Regions from separate parts of the Mus musculus genome. Here region 2 is linked to region 1. A link is a contact called in public HiChIP or PLAC-seq data. All regions are on one chromosome and are shown on one strand. The core of a region is the stretch at or near the end of the contact, and the rest is flanking DNA. Distances in the headings are between cores, read along the strand shown.

The links. HiChIP or PLAC-seq counts read pairs in DNA pulled down with a chosen protein or histone mark.
Region 2: a contact with region 1 is called in a CTCF HiChIP or PLAC-seq map of CD8 T cells, with 6 read pairs. The contact joins two enhancer-like sites. A contact is called at or near these places in 2 of 15 datasets of contacts at CTCF or cohesin (CD8 T cells and the NIH/3T3 cell line), 2 of 484 Hi-C or Micro-C datasets (embryonic stem cells and large pre-B cells), 4 of 115 datasets of contacts at active chromatin or transcription factors (CD8 T cells, the HPC-7 cell line and embryonic stem cells) and 3 of 9 other capture datasets (adipose tissue, liver and pancreatic islet).

The regions. Positions count from the first base shown.
Region 1 is chr2:72,081,453-72,085,210 of GRCm38.p6, reverse strand. All of the region lies in intron 4 of Rapgef4 (Rap guanine nucleotide exchange factor (GEF) 4), which reads right to left. Among named protein-coding and RNA genes, the nearest start is that of Gm29940, 28 kb to the right of the region's middle. Within about 2 kb of position 1,995, at least 22 of the 459 cell types and tissues checked have an H3K27ac peak or open chromatin away from gene starts, as enhancers often do. A contact at or near this core is called in CD8 T cells, where this site is marked.
Region 2 is chr2:72,168,580-72,172,337 of GRCm38.p6, reverse strand. The region is part of intron 6 of Rapgef4 (Rap guanine nucleotide exchange factor (GEF) 4); the gene reads right to left. Among named protein-coding and RNA genes, the nearest start is that of Map3k20, 120 kb to the left of the region's middle. Within about 2 kb of position 1,642, at least 119 of the 459 cell types and tissues checked have an H3K27ac peak or open chromatin away from gene starts, as enhancers often do. A contact at or near this core is called in CD8 T cells, where this site is marked.

The sequences.
Region 1 (3,758 bases), core at 746-3,245:
AATGAAACCCCAAATTGGTCCTTTGAAAGAAATCAATAAATTTCTAACCACACTCATCAAGAAAAATCTAAAATGAAAGAAGCATAAATTGCCAGTATAAAAAATGAGGGATCTCTTTAGAAATCCTACTACATTGAAGTAATAAGTAAACAAGCAATTTTACGTCAATAAAATCTAAGACTTACTATAAAATAAGCAAATTACTTGAAAGAGTACAATTTCCTGAAACTGACATATGAAGCAATTGAAAACCTTACACAGTTCCATCTCTATTTATAAACTGAATATGTTCTCAAAATCCTTCCCATAAGGAAAACTCTAGGACAAAAGGCTTCATAGTGAGTTCAGCCAAACATTGAAAGGCAATAATAACACTTAAATCTTATACGACTTTATCAGAAAAAGTAGCAAGATGGAATTCCCTTGACCTATGTTGAGGCTATGGTAAACCCAACACCAAAATTTGAAAAAAATACTTTATGAAAAGAGACTTGGAGATCAGTGTCAATTAACACAGGCCTAACTCTCCTTAACAAATATTAGCAAGTCTAAGGTGGCTATGTATAACAAGGAAAATCAGTATTTTGCACAAATATTAAGTTTACTTTAAAAATGTAAGACTACAACACGTCATCAATAATAATAAAATGTGATAAATAATAAAAAATAAAATTGCAAAATAAAAGTATTTTGTAATCTTAGTGACTTCATGAAAAAAAAATCTCTCAGCAAATAAGACATAGAAGATATCCTTAGTCTATACTTGAAATCATATTTAATGGTGAAGTGCTAAAGTTCCTCTAAAATCGATGACAGGAAAAGAATGTGGGCCCCTAATGTAGTTACCTTAACCAGTGTAATAATGCAGGAAAAATTAAATAAAAGGCATGAAGTCAGAGAAGTGAGAGTCCCATTATATGCAGATGCTATTGACTGTTCAAATGGACAAGTCATGTTATCTCATGGGACAATATTTATTTTCTATATCTGTTATAATGGGTTATATGACTTTGAACTGAATCATGCCTCCAGACTATGCCGGACGCACAGTGATCATTATGCTAAAAATACATATAAGTACGCAGTATGAGAAATATACGTATTAGCCTACTGACAATATACATTCATTTACCAAAGCACTTAGCAAAGGCTATCTTAAAACATGAGGTTATCTTTGCTCTGGGGCCCAGCTATGACAAAGTTAACACTGTGATGTTTACAGACCCATTAGTGCTCAGAGACGTCCCAAAGTCAGAAAAGTGACATGTGTTCCAAAGTGAGGCTGTAACAGCTCTACTGCTTTTATGCATCCTGTCTATATGGCCACACAAGCTTCCTGGGGTTGTTCTATCGAGCATATACCTTCCTGTGGTTTACACAGAATAGTGCAGAACAGCCATGAAGGAAGTTAAGGAGAACACAAGCAGTAGTATTCCATCTTAATGCCCTTTTGGAAAACCTGTATTGACATCTACATAGAGACCTTTCTGGGAATGTACAAATACAAGCATCAGTGGTGGACAGCTGGGAGTGGTGGGAGTGGGGAGAACATTTTTATAATGTAGCTTCGGCATATTGTTTGAACTTTCAATATTTATGAATGCTTTTACTTTAGAACTAAAAATAAAATTGAGAAGCCTCTTGGTAATGTAAAATGCTACCAACATTTAAAAGCCACCGTGTTTAGTCTTTTTCTCCTTTGAGCCCACTAAGATTAAAGGATTCTTGTTCTCTCCTCTATGTTTTGCTTTAAACATCAAGATCACAACCCTGGTGCTTTTAGTGCTAAAATCCTTCCCAGCTTCCCTTGAACCAAGTACAGCAATGGGGTGAGTACACAGGGCAGGGCAGGTCACAAGCTCATTCTACTGATGTTCTACTGACTCACAGAACTAAGAGCACTGGGGAGTTGAGGGTTGACTCCCAGTAAGACTGTCTGGTTAGCCAGAATCTATGCCTTCTGACGGCATATGACTCCAGTAACTGGTCTTCCCACCCCCACGGATGTTTAGAGACCCTGTAAAACTATACAGACCACAAGCCGTATAGATCTATGCCATCTAGACCACAAAGCTGTAGTTAGAAAGACTTTCAATACATGGAATCCATCTGCCAACCACTTTGCAGGCAACAAAACGGAAATTCAGAGAACCAAGCAACTTGCCCAGAGTTACATCTGTGAGCCAATCAGGTCTTCTGAACCTTAGGAGAGGACTGACAAGGGACCAGAGGACACGCCCTGCACAGAAGAAGGCACTCTCATCAAGAAGAGTACCTTCTTGAACACAGGCTGCTTTAGGTGGCAGACTTAACAAGGAGCTGGGGGGGGGGGAGCAGTTTCCTGCCATAAGCATAGGTCCAGAGGTTGTCCTCAAAAAGCAACCCTGCCATTCCTTCACCTCATTACTCTGTTCTGGAAAATGCATGTACACTTTTCCATGATTGGTCCCTTAGACTAAAAGACAGAGCGTATGAGACCCATCTTTCTGACACATGACACAGAGCCAACTCGGGAGTGTAACTAATACTAATGTGGGCTTCTTGGGGTGTTTTCCCCAGTTTCACTGCAGGCAGAAGAAATGCTGGAGCTGTCTAACCTGGTGTGATGATTTCTGTCATCCTCATCACCTTCATCCTCATCATCCTCATCATCACTATTCATAGTCAGAAGCTATGAACCAGCTTCTAGAGTTTAAGGGAAACCAATGATAAGATGCTGAATTGCTTAGACATCAGTAAATCAGAGCCTATGCCGTGCCAACCAGCAGTTTTCTAGAGCCTGAGTACACCTCTCACTCCCCTCTGCTAAGGAAAGGGGCGTGCCTGGAGAATACTCAAACTAGCATCCCTCAGGACATGAGCTAGAATTCATAAATAAAGCCTAAAATAGTAGATATAAAATATAGAGTCAGTCTTATCCGCTTCTGCATAAGAGTGCCTAAAGTCCTCCCTCATAGATGGTTGTTTGTTGGGACTGGCTAATGGGCACCCTACACTCAGAATAATAAAATGGCTACCATCTGTCAAAATCACTTTTTTTTTCACTAATTCAGGCAAGTTTTCCAGCTATTTGTACGTTCCCCTGATGCGTTAGACGTGAACAGCCACACAGCCTCGAGTGTGTAGGCTGACATCTTGAGCACTGAAGAGACCTTGTGACTATAAAATCTTCAGAGTTTCTAGGGGATCCATTCTGGCCGGACCCAAATGCTGCTCACAGGGACTACGTGGCCACCCTTTCCCCCAGACACATCATAACTAATGATTTTAACTTTGATCTACAAGAACTCAGTAAGCGGAATGATGAAGATCTTCCAGCTGAACAAACAGACCAGGGCGGACCCCTTACCATCTGCCCTGACTCCACCCCAGCGTTTCATCAAAGTGGTGTCGTTCAAAATATGCAAATGGCGTAGTAATACTTTAAAAACAAATGAATTATGTGGGCAATTTACCCAAGGTAATTAAGAATGCTAAATCAAACAAATTATCATCTTAAATGGCAAGTAAGTTTTAATTAAACTTGATTTCTTCACTAAAAATGAAACCACCAACTCAACAGAAGGAAGCTCATGTGGATAAAAAGTGGCATGCATGTTAAAGGGGAAGTGTCGTGACTTTTGATTCACACAAATAGGACTGGTTCTTAGCTTTCTACAACGACGCCAGCTCAGACAGCAGCGCCATGCATGGCTTCCAACTGATTGACTGTATCTGAGCTGCCTCAGGTGTAAGCTCATTTTGAACAGTAAAGAGAC
Region 2 (3,758 bases), core at 393-2,892, 87 kb before region 1:
GCTGGCTGATCTGGAGACCAAGAGGAGACCCAAACTGACAGTGGCTGCTAAATGTTTTTCTGTTTGTTTGTTTTTTTCTGAGCTGAATGAAACTCTTTGAAGATTCTATACATTTTTATTTGGCCTCTACTATATTGTACCAGATGCAAAAACTGGTACTTAGTTTAGTTTATTTGTTCAATGACTTTTATTCATGGTTTCTTGGAACCTTGAAAAGAAATTGCTAAGCCAGGGGGAAGCATCAAGCTTCAACCAGAATGTTCCCTTTGATTTGTGACTTCTAAAGGCATAAACTGTTCACAAGGTTCTTCAGGTGGGCAATCCTAGGACCACCTCCAGAGCCAGGAGTCTGCTTCATCTGTTGAAAAGCAACGTTCTCCAACTGTCTCCAACCTTCTCCACCTCAGAGATGCTGGGTTTGGAGCATTGCCATGAATGGGTGCTTTAAGGAAGGGATGCCCCTTGATTTAAACAAAACCTGTGGCAGACACATGCAGGGGAATCCGGGGAGCATAGCCTCTTCAGAGAGGAGGACTTTGATTTTGAAGGGGATACCACATTCACTCAGGAAGTCTGAGAAAGTGCCAGTGCTTGCCAGTCAGTGTTGTTGCAGACAGAACTGAGAGGAGCAAGCAGGGTCTCTGGGAAACCATCCCTGGCCAAGGCCTGCTCAGGACTAGTGTGACTACTTTGCTTTTAGGTCCATCTACTTATTTTCAGCTTGTTTCCCTTGCCTTTCAAGTCAATTTCCCCTTGGCTATGTTATAGAGCAATAAGGAAATTTATTCTAGTTGTATTTTGTGAATAGTTAGGAAAGGCAGACAAAGTGTGGTAATTCTCATGAAGTGTTTAAGTGTTTAACCTGCCCTGGAGTATGCCCCGGTTTGCGCATGTCTATCACGCTTCATTGGTGCTAGCTCCGTTTCACTTTTACTTTGGTTTTCACTAAGCAAACTGAGACTAGAGGTGTGCAGGGACTAGCCTGAGCTCACAGTGCTACTGTCTGGGATTGCTGACCATTCAGTCTACTGCTAGCTCACTCCAGAGCAGTGGCTCTCCACCTTCCTGATGCTGCAACCCTTTAACACAGTGCCTCATGCTGTGGCGACCCCAACCACTAAATTAATTCATTGCTGCTTCATAACTGCGATTTTGCTACTGCTATTAAATGTAACGTAAATATATGATAGACAGGATGTCTGATGTGTGACCCTCTGAGGGGGGTCTCGAACCACAGATTGAAAACCACTGCTCTAGTGTCGACCTCATAAGGACCAGTTACCACCACCACAGCCTCGGCCACCACCACCACCCCTTTTCTTTCACAAATATCTTGGCTCTCATGTTGGAAGATTTTGTATTCTATTTGACCGAAGTTCACTTAAAAGGGTAGGTACAACATGCCAGGCGGCCCTTCTAGTCCAGACACCAGATTTGATTTTACAAATTTTCAGCAATAAATAGTCACTTTTACTAACCGAGACCACACTCACTGACAGCACTCAGAATGCTTAGTCATACTTAACTTTCTAAAACGTGTCTTGTGGTGGTTTAAGTAAAAATGTCTCAATAGGCCAATAGGGACTGGCACTACTAGGAGGTGTGGCTTTATTGGAGGAAGTGTGTCATGGGAGTGGGGGTGGGGGTAGGCTTTGAGGTCTCAGAAGCTCCGGTTAGGCTTTGTGGCTCACTGTCTCTTCCTCTGTCTACGGATCTCTCAGCTACCTCTGCAACACCACGACTGCCTGCATGCCCCCGAGAGGATAATGGACTAAACCGCTGAACTATAAGCCACCCCAGTTAAATATTTTCCTCATTAAAAGTTGACATGGTCATGAAGTCTCTGCAGCCATAGACACCCTAACTAAGACACAACTTGATAAGAATAAAACATCTACCCTTGAGGAGCTATACCTCAGGTATAAAATAAATATGCCAGAGAAAGAGTGTCACAGAAGTCTATGCAGGGCAATAGAAACTACTCAGAGACCTCACTCGTGAGGGAATTCTCTGCTGGGAAATAGTTTTACAGGTAAGGGAAGATGAGGAAGCCAGACAGATCCCCTCAGCCAAGTCCCGTGTTGACAGAGGAAGCCCTCGGGAAGATAGCAGGGGAAGATAGAAGATGTGGAACTTGGAGGGTCTCAAGAACCCCTTGAGGCATGGCCACCGCTACTGATACCACTGGTCTACCCATTGCCAAGAGGCAGGCAAGACTTACTCATACCCAATACCCCTCTGTTCAGAAACTAGAGAGATAAGGGATCATTCTGTTATGTCAATGACTGGGTTAAACAGGAGAGACAGAAAAATAGCAAACCAAAGCAAGAAAACCAGCCTGGAGGACAGGAAGCCAGGAAACATGCTTGCAGAGACCAACCCAGAGCACAGGAAGGACACAGACAGGATCTGAAGGCCCACATGGTCATGGCAGCCACAGACTGGGGCAGAGTCTTACTACGCAGTACCCCAGACCTCCCACCCGCTAACTGTCCGATATCCCCTGCATATTTCCTGTTCGGTACAGAAGAGGAAAGCATATGGGAAGCCATTACAGCCCAGAGGCTTCATTAATGACTGCTTGGTTTGTGTCCAAGAGCTGACCTCTGTTTTGACCTGTAGCTAGAATGCATACATTGCAAGGGGCTGGGCAAGGAATGGGCCCTCTCTGATTAAATTCCATACACTTCAACACACTCTCACGTGTTGACAGAAATTCCTGTGGGCACGAAAGAGTGCACGCCAGGCTGTGAACGTGTGCTCCTCAAAGGCAGGCAGTGAGGACAGATAAGGGCAGAAGCGTTCTGCATTTTCTTGGCTGTCTCCCCTGAAGACTTCCCCCAGGACTAGCCATAATTGGTTTTTGTTTGTTTTAGGGAAGGGGTGCTATTTCAACTGCATTTTATTATGTTTCTATTACCAGTGAAAGGGGAAAGCAGTGAGAAAAAAATACTCCTTTTGGCAAGTGAGCCAATTTAGAAATACTAATCAGGCAATGAAAAATATGAATCCAGCTTCCATTACAAGGTGCACAATAACGCCCATGCAGATATAATGAGGTAGATGAGGCCTTGTAATAGGCCTCACGGAAAACCATATTCAGACCTCTTTGAAAGCAGGGTGATTCTTTTTAGTCAAGTGTTTGCTCACAGAACCCTTTTTCAAGGCACGACATCTTAAGCCAAGAGACAAGAATAACAAGCTAGACAGGGACACAGCGCTCAGAGCAGACGCCAGCAATCCAGGGCCATAAAGAAAGTCATGGCAGTCACATCCAACAGGGTCCAGGGGCTTAATGAAGGCCTGTGGCATGGAAAGCAACGTGAAAGGCTAAACTGGGGATCAGGATGGGGAACGTGCCAGCTCTTGAACTTTCTGTGGGCTCAACAGTTAGCAAGTCCATCAGAGTCCACAGACAAACGCTACTGCACTGTGACTTTCAAATCCTCCCTGCTCTTATTTCTGATGAGCAAGAGAAAAGAACATACAATTTCTTACTGAAGGTGACATACGTCTAGACGTTAATGTCCCCAGTTTTGTTATTTCAAAATAATGCAACTAAGCCTTTGAAATGTCTGCCTCGTTCTCATCATTACCACAACGTCACCGCTCTCGTGCTGGGCAGACGAAAGGCATCTCAGGACTAAGACGCATAGGCGGATTCCATGACTTGGAAATAGCTAAGCTTTACCATCTGTGAGATCACGGGAACATTTTCTCTAAGCTTCTTTGGCTTCTGTCTACGAGGCTTTTCTTCC